2 separate regions of the Mus musculus genome follow, and region 1 is linked to region 2. A link is a contact called in public promoter capture Hi-C data. All regions are on one chromosome and are shown on one strand. The core of a region is the stretch at or near the end of the contact, and the rest is flanking DNA. Distances in the headings are between cores, read along the strand shown. Region 1 holds the start of Ankrd2 (ankyrin repeat domain 2 (stretch responsive muscle)). Region 2 holds the start of Cc2d2b (coiled-coil and C2 domain containing 2B).

Region 1 (6,149 bases), core at 1,367-3,866, 1.3 Mb before region 2:
GCCCCATCGTCTTTCTCCCCCTAACAACAGCCCTTTCGGCGATATAAAAGCTTGGTAGTTCTATGCTAGATACGGCATTTTTCTCAGAAACGTTCGGCTCTGAATATCCAGAGCTTGGGTAGAGCGGCAGCTTCTGGCTTTCACGGTCACGTGGTCTTGGTATGACGAGCCTCCTCTCTGCATCTGAAGCTCTGGTTTCCCAGACTGCTTCAGTCTTAGTGATGTTCTGGCACTTCTTCCCCAGCGTCTCCTAAGCAGCGTGGGTAGACATATGTGCCCAGGTTGAGGATAACCAGGCAGGAGGGCAGCTGGGGAGAACTTGCCCCTCATGTGGCCCAGGCACCTTGCCCATTCCCACAGAGCCCTGGTTCTAGCCTCTCCCAGGGAAGGTTCTAGGTTTTATTTCCGATGTTTCCCGTTTACTTTGATTTTTCGTAGCGCTGAGCTAGAACTCAGGGCTTCACAGGACAGTCTAACGCTCTATCAAACTCTCTCCCAGTGTTTATTTTGGTGGTCCCTTGACTGCCTTTCTTGCCAGACTTCTGACTACACAACCTGGCAGGTTTGTAGGATTGTATGATTTGGAGTCTCCAGGGCTGTTCTCAGGCATCTTCCTTTAGGAAAAAAGAGATGACCTTGGGCTACAACTAGCTTGTGGGAGTCTGGCTGGATTATGAGGGAGCATCAGGGGGATGGAATTTGGGCTTAATCACCTGCTGTTTCCAGCATTTATTGTGACAGGGCCTGGCATGGAGTAGTTGCTCACTTAACACTTGTTAATCAAACAGACGATGAACAAGTGAATGAGTAATGGCCACACAGACGCAGCATCTCTGCCCATCCGGTAGTTCTTAGTTAATGGAGACTTTACCTGGTGAGCAGCAAATCTATTGCCTTCTATTCCTTCCAATACAGGAGGAATTTACACTCTAGTGCTGCCCTTTTCTTACTCTGACTCCTCTCAGATTTGTTGGTGGGCTGGCAGAGTTTGCATTCATTGAATGTTTATGAAATCGAATGCAGGTCCGGAGTAAGAAGGAAACTCCCACCTGACTCCACAGAACAGACTTCAGCTTAGAGAGGATGCTTGTAAAGACGCTGGCAGGGAGAGGAGCTGGGTGAGAAGGCTGGCACTGTGGGTACCTGTGGCCCTGCAGCCCTGTGGCTATATTTGTTAGATGAATGGATGGGGGAGGACCGTGTCCCCTCACAGAAGCTTCCAGTGTCTTGTGGCCACACTCCAGAGATGACAAGCAGATGACGTTCCTGTCCAGCAGCAGCAGCCATGGGCACACGCTCTCGGGGGAGGGAGGAGCGAGATTCCTGGGATGCTCGGCTGCTGTCCACACTCCCCTTGATAAATCTGAGCTCATCACTTCTCTTAAATGATGGGGGCCTCTGAGTTCCGATAGGCTCCCCCTTCCCCCTCTAATAACATCAGCAACATCAGAACCGGCTCTATAACAGGTCAGACAGTGGCACAGCACTCTTAACAGTCAGTGGTCCTCACTGCTCACGGAGCCTGCACCTCTTACCTGGTCTTCTCTGGTTTGTCCTTGGCCCTCTTTCTAGCCCCAGCTCTTGGTGTCTGTCACACATTTTCATGACCACTTTTATCTATCTGCTGTTTAGCCTCAAGTACCTCTCCCCACATCCCGACCACACTTCTTAATCCCAAAGGTCCAGCTCACACTCCATCCTGACCAGAGTAGTCCCAGAGGACCAGAAGGGCTCACCCACCCATTCATCACTACTCTCCATTTTCCATACGCCCGTTTCTGCCCTCTGCCTTCTTCTTAGTTGATGATACAAATAAAAGGTTACAATTAGTGCCCACCTTCGCCCTACGCACTGGACTCTAGGCTCCTGGTCCTCTACCCCCACCCCAGGGGGGGGTAATCTCACCATGTAGCCCAGGCTGGCTCCACCTCTGAGATTATAGGATTGTACCACCACACCTGGCTCAACTGTTTTTGAATAAGATGTAGAGCAGGACCAGTCAGTAGTCCAGCCCCACTTAACTTAGCCAAGAGAAAACGTACCCGTGTGTGCATTAGGCCTCTGCCAACAGTCCTGGCTAAGTCCCAGCTGCCCTTCCCCATCTCCTTTCCTGACTCCTGTCAGTTTGCTCTCCCGCAGCAACCAGCCCTGGCATCCAGGGGACATTCTGTGTGTGTGTGTGTGTGTGTGTGTGTGTGTCAGGACCTTACCTTTCTGGTTTTCCCAGAGAATACTCATCTGTCTTCTCTGTCCAGTCCAGTCTATCTCTTGAAGCCCAGGTGAGTGGGCAGGGTCTCGGGAAGGCCTGCCCCCTCCAAGTGCCTGTTTGCGGGGCTGAAGCCCCATCTCCCACCACCCACAACCATGTTAGGAACATCCCGCTTGGGCCCTGGGAAGTAGCATGTTGTCTGGACCCAGGTAGCAGCCGACTTTCCCTTCTCATGACAGCACAGATGGACCAACCGTTAACCCTGAGGCCCCCCTCCCTCCCTCCCCGACACCCTTCACCTCAGCTCCCACCTCAGTCTCTTCCTCCTGGGCAAGCCGCTGCTCGATGAGCTCTGTGGCTCTCTGCACCGCCTCGGGCCCCTCCATGGTACCCTCCATGACTGTTTCTGCAAGCCACAGGGCATGGGGTCTTTATAGGCCCAAGCACCCACCCCGCCCACTGGGCGCCTTTGTCATTAGCTCACAGGCTCGTTTCTCCATCTGTCATGAGCTTACTAGCTCAACTCTCCACCTGCCTCCCCCACCTGTCACCTTCACCTCGGACAGCCCCAGGGAGCATGGGAAGCCACTGTCCAGGCCAGGGAACTTGCCCCTCCCCTAACCTCTGGCCTACCAGAGCCAGAAGGCACACCGCCCCGAAGGACAGCTGCGGGAAAGAGGCCTGTCCAGTGTGTCCTCAGTGCTGGGAACTGGCTAAGTCTTAGCCAGGGTGAACGGGCTGCAAAGGACCTACATGCTGCCATTGGTCTGGCTGGAGTGCCACCTGCTGGATGCCCAGAAATGCTGTCTAGCTTGTGCCAGGCAGGGGAGCCTGAAAAACCAAGTATGAGCCCCAGCAGACCTGTGGGCATCCGAGACCTTCTCCAAGCAAGAGCTGGAACGGCTGCTGCCCTCTGGTGGCTGCTATGGGTCCCATGGGCCCTAGGGAAACACGGCTATGCTGCATGGCGTGTCCATTAGCCATGAACAGAACCTGTCCATCTGTTTGTTTCATCTTCCTGGAGTCCTCAGCAGAACCTAGTGTTGTTTTAAGAGCTCAGGAAGTCAGAGTTCAGAGCTAAGGCCATCTCACGAGTACTAGGCGATGCCAGACTGCCGTGGGCGGAGCTGGTCACACTCCCCGAGAACAGAGAATACACAGAGGAAAGGCAGACCTGCACTTGAGCTCCTCGCCTGGGACTCCCAGCCTGGAGCCCGAGGTCATTATGAGCTAGGTTTAATCTGCCAGTGGACTACAAATGTTCCATACTTCTACAACTGCAAGTGGCACCCGAGATTCCCCTCTGGTGATGTACACAGTCCTGCAGAAGAAACAGGAGGAGACAGCCCTGTCTGTCTCTGGCTCGCACATTTCTGGAAGCTTGTCATCCCACGCTCTGACACAGCATCCCATGTGGGCCCTGTGGGGTGGTTGCCACATGGCTATGCTGCCCTCTGTGGGTGCTCCTTCACTTTTCCTATCTGGACCGCCCCCCAACACACACACACACACACACACACACACACACACAGACACATAATTGTCCCAGCAACTGCTGCAGGAGGCAGGGTGGGAGGCACCATCTCTCCATTAAAGGAAAGCAAACTGTGTTCAGAGGTGAAGTGGCCTTTTTCAGGACCCACAGAACACAGCGAGGTTGGATGAGACTAGGGCCCCCAGGAGGAGCATCAGTTGGATGCTCTGCTGTGCCCATCTGCAGCCAAGCCAGCAGAAGCTCTGGGCTCCGGCTGGCTGGCGTGCTGTGAAACAGGAAGTCATGTGCTAGGCAAGAGAGGAGCAAAGGCTTTATTGATAAAATGCAGATGTGTCTGTACACAGGGCCCCGCTGGGCTATGACCAGGCTTCGGACCCCACCCTGCCTGGGTTACAGTTGGGGACAGCCCTGTGCAAACCCCTGCCATGAAGCCTGGCTATCCAGCCACCCGCCTCATCTCTGCAGATTGTGCTGGGTGCAGGGAGAGGCAGAGAGGCCCACCTGAAGCTCCTTAAGCCCTGGGGCCCACCGGGCTCCCTCCCCATCCAGGGGACTGGCACTGTGCCCAGGGCAGAGTCATGGTGAGGGATAAAGGGGAGACAGCAATTGCTTCCAACCCTGAGCAGAAAACTGGAGTGAGCACAGCGTGGCACCAGATGACAGGTCGCCAGGACGGCCCCCATGGCTCCAACCTGTGGTGGAGAGTGCCATGTGCCTTTTCTCCAAGGTTGGCAAGGCCTGTGTGTGGCAGGCAGCACTGCTCCCTGGGTGCTGAGCACTGGTGGATCCAGTGCCCCAGAGGGCAAGTCCCTTCGCAGCTCACTAAGAGCCATACAGCAGGGCGGTGGGAGGCGCCCCTGAAGAAGACAGCAGCACTGGAAGGCGGCAGGACTGGGCCCCACAGCCTGCAGGGCCCCCCATGGCCTCTTTTCCTAGGAGTTGGTGCCGTCAGTCCGTCAGTCCGTCAGTCCTGGGGTGGTGGGGGCTGGTTGATGATGACCTGGATGACGAAGTCTTTTTGAATCTTTGTTTCCTGGAGCCTTGTGCGGTCTGTAAGCAGCTTCCCAGAGAAGAACCATCTCTGCCAGGATGGCTCAATGCCCTCCTGGCTGTGCAGCTGCCTCTTGAGTTGCCCCACCGTGTCAGGCAGGCTGGCATTGAGCCTCACGTCCTTGCCTGTGGAGAGGCGCACTTTCAGTGGGAATTCACGGCGCACACTAGGGGTGGGCTCGGGAGGCTCCAGGCTCTCCTCCTCCGTGTGCTCCAGCAGCAAGTTCACAGGTGGGGACAGGCAATAGATGGGCAGTTGATAGCGGTTACCCAGCTCGTCATAGCATTCACAAAGAGTTCCTGTGGGAAAGGCAGGGTGATCAGTGTAGTCTGGGGGGCCTGATGTCACACACTGAATGCTGTGTCCCCCAAACTCCCATGTTAAGGCATATTTGGAAGGAATAAGATTACACGGGTAAATGACAGGACCAGCTTCCTTTCAAGGAAAAGCCCCAGAGAACCCGAGCAGTCCTCTCTTCCTGCATGCCTACCAAATAAAAACAGAGAACCCACCCAGTCCTCTCTTCTGCACGCCTACCACGTAAAAACAGCAAAAAAACCAAGAAGCATCATCAGGACTAAACAGCTGGGCCTTTGACCTTGGACTTTCCAGTCTCTCAAATTGTGAGAAACAAACTTCTACTGTTTAAGGAGCCTGCCTGTGGTCCTCTGCTACAACAGTGTAAGCAGGTTAATTCACTCACCACAGCTACCTCACTGTCCCTAGCCCTTCCCCATAGTCAGTAGACTGGGGCTAACCTCCTGGTCATCAGGTTCTGGCTCCTCAGCCACAGGATGCTACCTCTTATGTGTTTATTCAACATTGTGGTGGCTGAATGCACATGCAAGTGTTGGGTTGGGTCCCTGTCTCCTTACTGGTATGATATAATGCAGGTGGAAACACATTTATTTAGTCTTCAGTATCCTTGTAAGTGCTGGTACTAGACTAGGTGGTACTATGCACATCACGATTAATCCTTTGTGATTGCAAGAGACTCAGGCTCTAACCTGAGACTTGCCCTGCTCTGGGACATATGGCTAGGAAAAGTCACAAGCTGAGAAAGGAACACAGTCAAGACCCAGGTCTGAAGCCAGGCATGGTGGCGCACGCCTTTGATCCCAGCACTCCGGAGGCAGAGGCAGGTGGATTTCTGAGTTCGAGGGCAGCCTGGTCTACAGAGTGAGTTCCAGGACAGCCAGGGCTATACAGAGAAGCCCTATCTTGAAAAACAAAACAAAAACAAACAAAAAAAGACCCAGGTCTGTGACTGAAGGTCACTGTCACTTTCCCTTCACAGCTAATGAGGGTGCTAGGAACAGAAATGCGGCAATGCAGCAGAAGGTTCCAGATCAGTGCTTCAAATGCTCTCAGGCCCTGAGTGCCTTTTAAACTTG
Region 2 (6,210 bases), core at 2,556-5,055:
TAAGATGGTAGAAAAAAATAGCATATCATCTTTTAAATTTTCAAAATATATAGGAATTCAGTTACATGGCAACAGTAAGAGTAGAAAAAAATGACCAACTATAGATACATTTCACAGAGGCAGAACTCTTTTAATAGTCCTAATAACACATACCAGAGGGGCCCAAAGGTTAAAAGCCCTGCTACGTTTGCAGAGGACCAGGTTCGATTCCCAGCACCCACATGGCAGCTCACAGTCCTCTGTAACTCCAGTTCCAGGGATCTGCTGGCCTCCACAGGCACTGCATGCCAGAGGTGCACATATTTAAAGAAGGCAAAACACTTATATATGTAAAAAAAATAATTAACGTTTTTATATAAAATGATAAACAGCAGCTGTGGTTTAAACAAGAAAGCAATACTGGAGAACTGCACTTAGAAATGGACCTGTGAAGCCAGGCATGGTGGCCCACGTCTTTAATCCCAAGCACTTGGGAGGCAGAGGCAGGCGGATTTCTGAGTTCGAGGCCAGGCTGGTCTACAAAGTGAGTTCCAGGACACCCAGGGCTATAGAGAGAAACCCTGTCTCGAAAAAACAAAACAAGAAAAACAAAACGAAACAAAAAGAAATGGACCTGTGAATGAAGCATTGGCAGCAGACATATATGAGACAAGAGGACTGGACAGGGTGTAAAACTACTGAGTAGATTTGGAATAGAAAAGAGTCAAGTCCAAGTTAGCTAGATTTTTTTTCTTAATTAGTAGATGGGACATTTTAATGATTGGCTTAAGGACACTTAAGATTCTCCCTGCTTATGTGCCAAGATAAAACACAGCAGGAACAAGATGACAAAAATCAGTTCCTAATTTAACTATACTTCTTGATCTCCAACATCTTCTAAAATGAACCCCAAGCCCACCATGATGCTTCACACCCATAATTCTAACATCAAGGAGGCTGAAGCAGGAAGGTCCTAAACTGTTCTTCATGAGGAGACCCTGTCTCAGAACACCAATAAACACACAATAAAATAAACTTCAAACAAATACCTGGTTTCTGGTGCCTCTACAAATTTTGTTCATAAACCACAGAAAACAACCTCTGCATAACAAAACTCTAATGATTTATTAAAATAAAACAGAGCACTCAAAATATTAAACTTTTTTTTACAGCTCTAAAGCTGTCTTTAGCCTATTTATAGTCCACAAAGGACATAAGATAAATAAACAGATGGTTATCAACAAGACAGAGCTGGATGAAAATCATATCTGCTATACTCCTACAGTTTGACATTCTCTGTTACAAAGCTGGCTTGTGAGTGAAGGCCAACCCTCTCTTTCAGAATATTGTCATTAATTTTTGCAATGAAACCTTCTTCTAAAGGGTAAGGAAACTGGGGATTAACGATTTCTGTATCAGATGCCCTACAAGTCCAGTGCCAAAACACAAGTGAAGCCAGAGTTCTTGATCCACAGCAAGCAGATGGCAAATGTATTAGTAAAAGGTTTTACTCTTTGGCTGCCACTTAGAAACCCCTGAATGCTAGGAAGGGAGAGATGGCTCAGTAGCTAACAGTGATTCCAGAAATATGTTTCTCCCTGGGCTTGTTTGTTTGTTCATGACAGGGTTTCTCAGTGCAGCTCTGGCTGTCCTGGAACTCACTCTGTCCACCAGGCTGGCCTGCTTCTCTGTGGGTTCTTACTGGACCTCTTAAAATGTACTAATGTCCCCTTGTTCTTGCTTAGAACAGACTTCAGTCCAGTGTGGCTGTAGGTTTCCTCTTTCGCTGAGTGGATCCACTGTCATACAGTTCGACACTTCTAGTTTTGTTTTTTTTTAATTTAATATTTTAATTATTTACTTTACATCACAATCACGCCTCCCTCCCCTAATTCCCCAATCCCATCCCCCTCTCCTCTGAGCAGGTGGGGGCCCCTTGGGTATCCCCCTACCTTGGCACTTCAAGTCTTTGCAAAGCTAGGAGCTTCTTCTCCCACTGAGGCCAGACAAGGCAGCCCAGCTAGAAGAACATATCCCTCGTACAGGCAAATAAACTCTGCAACTGACGAGATGAGGAGGAGGGGGCATCTCCAAGAGAGACAGAGAACTGGGATAAGAAAGGCACCCAAGAATCAATGGGAGTGACCTTAGCTGTGACTCACAACTTTGGGGATATGGAACTTGACAAGACCACTTCCCATTAGCCAGGCAGGAACCCCGGTGGAGCCATTAGAGACACCAACCCACCCACCAAACTTTCAACCCCAAATTTATCCTGTCTATTAGAAATGTAGGCCCCAGGGATGGAGCAGAGACTGAGGGAATGGCCAATAAGAACTGTCCCAACTTGAGACCCAGCCAACGGGGCAAGCACCAATCCCTGACACTATTAATGATACTCTGTTATGCTTGCAGACAGTTGTGTTTCTTATGTCGCGTTCTTCAGAATTTCTTTTATTTGAGCTAGAACGTTGTGCCAAAAAAAATATATTCCAATAAAAATTCAAACAGTGGGCTGCATTTTGTCCAAATAAAAATCCACTAAACACATAGCATCAACTATCCTTTAGGAGCAGGTTACAGAAAAAGCAGAATTTAACAAAAGCCTCCCACCAGCCATATTCTTTAATAAGCATCAGGACCCTCAGATATTTTACTACCTGACAGGTTCAGAAATTCTTATCTTTTACTTATCTGTGATTTTTCCCCCTAAATCAAGAAGTGGGAATCTCGGCCCAGGCTCAGCTGGAGATGCATGTCTGAAATCCTAACACAGGAGAAGCTGAGACAGGAGGACCCAAGGAATGCATGCATGGCCCGAAAAGAAACCTTCTGAACTGTAAACTGGTATCTTTGGGAAACATCAAAACCAAGTTCCCTGTGCTCTCAAGACCAAGAAGATTTCACTTCTGCCCCTTTGCCCCCTCAAAGCCCTACAGCATGGTTTGAGGAAGGCGTGCAGGTGACACAGATTGTCCTATGGACTGAAGGCTTGTATCTAACACACCCAAGGCAATGTAATGATGCTACCTGGAAACTGATCTTGAGAATTATCAGAGTGCACTGGATTACCGACGGAGCACGGACACCGGGTCTAGTGAAACTGGCGAGAGTCCTGTGCTGTTTATATTCTAGGTCGAAGAGCCATCTCTGGGTCTGGACTCCAGTCTCAATTGGAGAAACCCTGAGGCCCTTCTCAGTGCGAGGGCCCTCGGGCCACACTTGCCACCTAGGGGTGAAGCAAGACTGCTTTTTCCTGGTCATCACTTTGCTTTGAGTTTTGTAACTTTTCTCAATGGACTGCACGCCACATTTCGAGCCTAATTCGCATCCTGTAGTCTTCTAGGGACTTTCTCCTAGCTCTTGTACCTGCCTTCTGTCAGTACTTACCTTGAAGTAAGTTCCGCTTGAAGTAAATTACCTTGAAGTAGTTCCGCTGATTCTAAGGTGTTGTCCTAATGCTTACCCTAGCAAAGAGTTCAACTCCAGCCGCCCAGCCTCCTCCACTCAGGAAATATTTTTCTGACCGGAACTTAATCCAAACCCCTCCCTGACCTCGAAGCTGTGAAATGTACACGTTTTCACCCCTATTCCTAAAACCGGGATGACTGGCAGGTGGCGCGGTTCCGTGCCCTCTCTTGCCACTTCACCTAGTTGCCTTGTTATCCCAGCCCCAGGATTCCGCACAGAGGAGGGGTGCATCCCCAGTGTACTCTGGTACCGTCATGGGGACCTTGAGAGATAAGACATTCACCTGATGGACACTGCTTTTCGATGCGTCTGGGAAGTGAAGACAGATCCTGAGCAGCTATCAACGCCTACAGCCGAAGAGCATGCGCAGTGCGAGCGTTTTTGCCCTCTGCCCCTCCCCTCCCCAGCCATCTGGTTCTGATCCAGCCTCAGTGCATGAGATCTCCTCGTGCACCTGAGCTAACCCTCCCCCCCCCCCCCGCATCCCTCGGGCCTCTCTTGCCCCTCCCTTTGGGGTGGGGGTTAGTGGCGGCTTAAGAACTGCATGCGCCACGCCACGGAGAGGGGACAGGAGAGCGGGTGCGCAGTGTGGATGCTTTTCATTTCAAGAGACTGGTGTCTGGCCCCATGCCACAGCCCTCAGTGCAAACAATTTTTTTTTCAGAGCTTGCAATTCGTGTCACAAATTTAATATCTTTTAAGTCTTGGGCTGGGTGCTGGAGAGCAAGCGATGAGGAGCACTTACTGCCCTTACAGAGGCCCGCGTCCCAGCACCCAGTTAGGTGGCCCACAACCGCCTGCCTGTAACTCCTGATGCCCTCTTCTGGCCTGGCTAGCACCTGCATTCACACATATACATATCCTCCCACACCCATAGAAACATAATTAAAAATAAAATAAATCTATGAAGGAGAAGTAGTGGTAGTTTGGGGCTGGGGAGATGGCTCAGCACATAGACTGTAATGTCAGTGAAGTTAAGATTCCCTGAACCCACGTAAGGCCAGGCAAGTGTGGAGACAGCCGCAGGAATCCCCCAGGGCAAGCTCTGGGTTCCAGAAGAGAGCAAAGTCTCAGCAAATAAAGTGTAGTATGATGGCAGAAGACAACCAGCGTCACACTGTGGCCTCCGCAAGCCGACCTACACCACGAACGCACCATCGCAGGCAGTAAATGAATAAACAAATCAAACAGCGGTATGTCCCCACCCTGCAAGCCTCTTTGTTCCTTGTTAAAATAATGATGACCTAAACAGAACTGATACAGTTGGGAGTTTGCAAGTGGGGCTGAGCACAGTGATGTGTGTCCCTTCATTCCAATATGCTGTTTTTATGAACCTCTTTCTGTGTCCGCCCCATTGAGCCGTTAGCCTGAGATTCTGAAGACACTTAGGAGGTCTTTAAAACTTAACGGGCCTCGAGAAAAGGGACGTAGGGAAATAGAGCAGCTGCAAAGGTGACTGCCCAGGCGAGGTAGAGACCCTGCGGCACAAGGGAACGAACTCAGAAGTTCCACTTGCCTCATTATCTGAAAAAGCAAACAAACAAAAAACGACTTACTGTTAACTGTGTCCACGCCTCAAAATTTATTTGGACAAATTCTCATTCCAAATAAAATCCTTGTTGTCTAGGGCTCATCTGGTATAGCAATTTAAGAGCAATGGTGGTAGATTCTTGTCGTTTGGGTTGTGAGCTTAGCCCTTAGGGGCCAGGCCATCTCTACAGTCCAACAGCAGAGTCAGAAAGCAGAGTCAAGAGTGTTTCCCTTACATACTGATGTCACGGATTAAATGGGAAATGTCTGCATGTTGCAAGCATCACAGAATATGATGAACTTTAAGAACATTTAATTTCCAGGATTATCAACCAGTGCTATGCATTTTTTAAAAGTACACATGGTGTGTGTGTGTGTGTGTGTGTGTGTGTGTGTGTGTGTGTGCTACAATGTATTATTGCTATTATACCTAAGCATTAAGTATATGGGTCCAAATACCTAAGTCAAGATAATGTAGGATTCAAGATCTCCTACCAAAGAGTTTATCGAACAGATGTTGAGGAATTCTAAATATTTTCAAGGTTAAAGAGCATTTCCTATCAGAGGGGAGGGAGTCGGAGTAAGAATTGACATCCAGTAGATATTTCAAACTAGTGGTCTAATCTCACATGCAGAACTGTTTTGATTCAGGCTATAATATATTTTTTTAACTGCTCTAGCTACAGATCAGATTTCATAGAACATTTTTAATTTCTTGGCAAAGAATTAGAAAGACATCTGCACAGGCAGGCAGGCAGGCAGGCAGGCAGGCAGGCAGGCAGGCAATCATCCAAGGCAGCAATAGTTACTGAGAAGTCGTCTACAGTGTCTTCTGTGCACAGAGAAAGCCTTTTTGTTTAGCCCAGTGCTGCCATCCATAGGACGGTATTGCCACCTGCACTCAGGGTTGGCCTGCCCACTTCAATTAACCCTATCTAGAAAACTGGTGAGCCTCATTTAGACGGTCTCTCACTAGCTTGTCTCCTAGGAGATTGCAGACCCTGTCGGATTGACAGCTAATATTGACCACTACATCTGAGGTACTAGCTCTGTTCTGACAGTGTCACCACATGGAAGACGTATCCCCCCCACCCCTCCCCCCCACATTACATCCATGTCCAGCAGAACCAGAATCTTCAAGTCTAGGCAGGCCTGTCCTGACCCCTGTCCATCTGTCCATTTCTTAAAGCTTTTCTGTGACAAAGCCAGAGTTTTACAATGACAGGGACA

The links. Promoter capture Hi-C pulls out the DNA fragments that hold promoters and counts their contacts.
Region 1: a contact with region 2 is called in a promoter capture Hi-C map of pre-B cells, with 4 times the contacts expected there. The contact joins the promoter of Ankrd2 here to the promoter of Cc2d2b in region 2.

What each region holds. Positions count from the first base shown.
Region 1 is chr19:42,032,494-42,038,642 of GRCm38.p6, reverse strand. It overlaps Ankrd2 (ankyrin repeat domain 2 (stretch responsive muscle)), which reads right to left and starts at 2,616. Exons shown (of 9, transcript NM_020033.2): 1 at 2,521-2,616. The coding sequence starts at 2,607. It overlaps Ubtd1 (ubiquitin domain containing 1), which reads right to left. Exons shown (of 3, transcript NM_145500.3): 3 at 4,002-5,054. The coding sequence ends at 4,669.
Region 2 is chr19:40,746,412-40,752,621 of GRCm38.p6, reverse strand. Cc2d2b (coiled-coil and C2 domain containing 2B) reads right to left here and starts at 3,805. Exons shown (of 35, transcript NM_001376940.1): 1 at 3,734-3,805.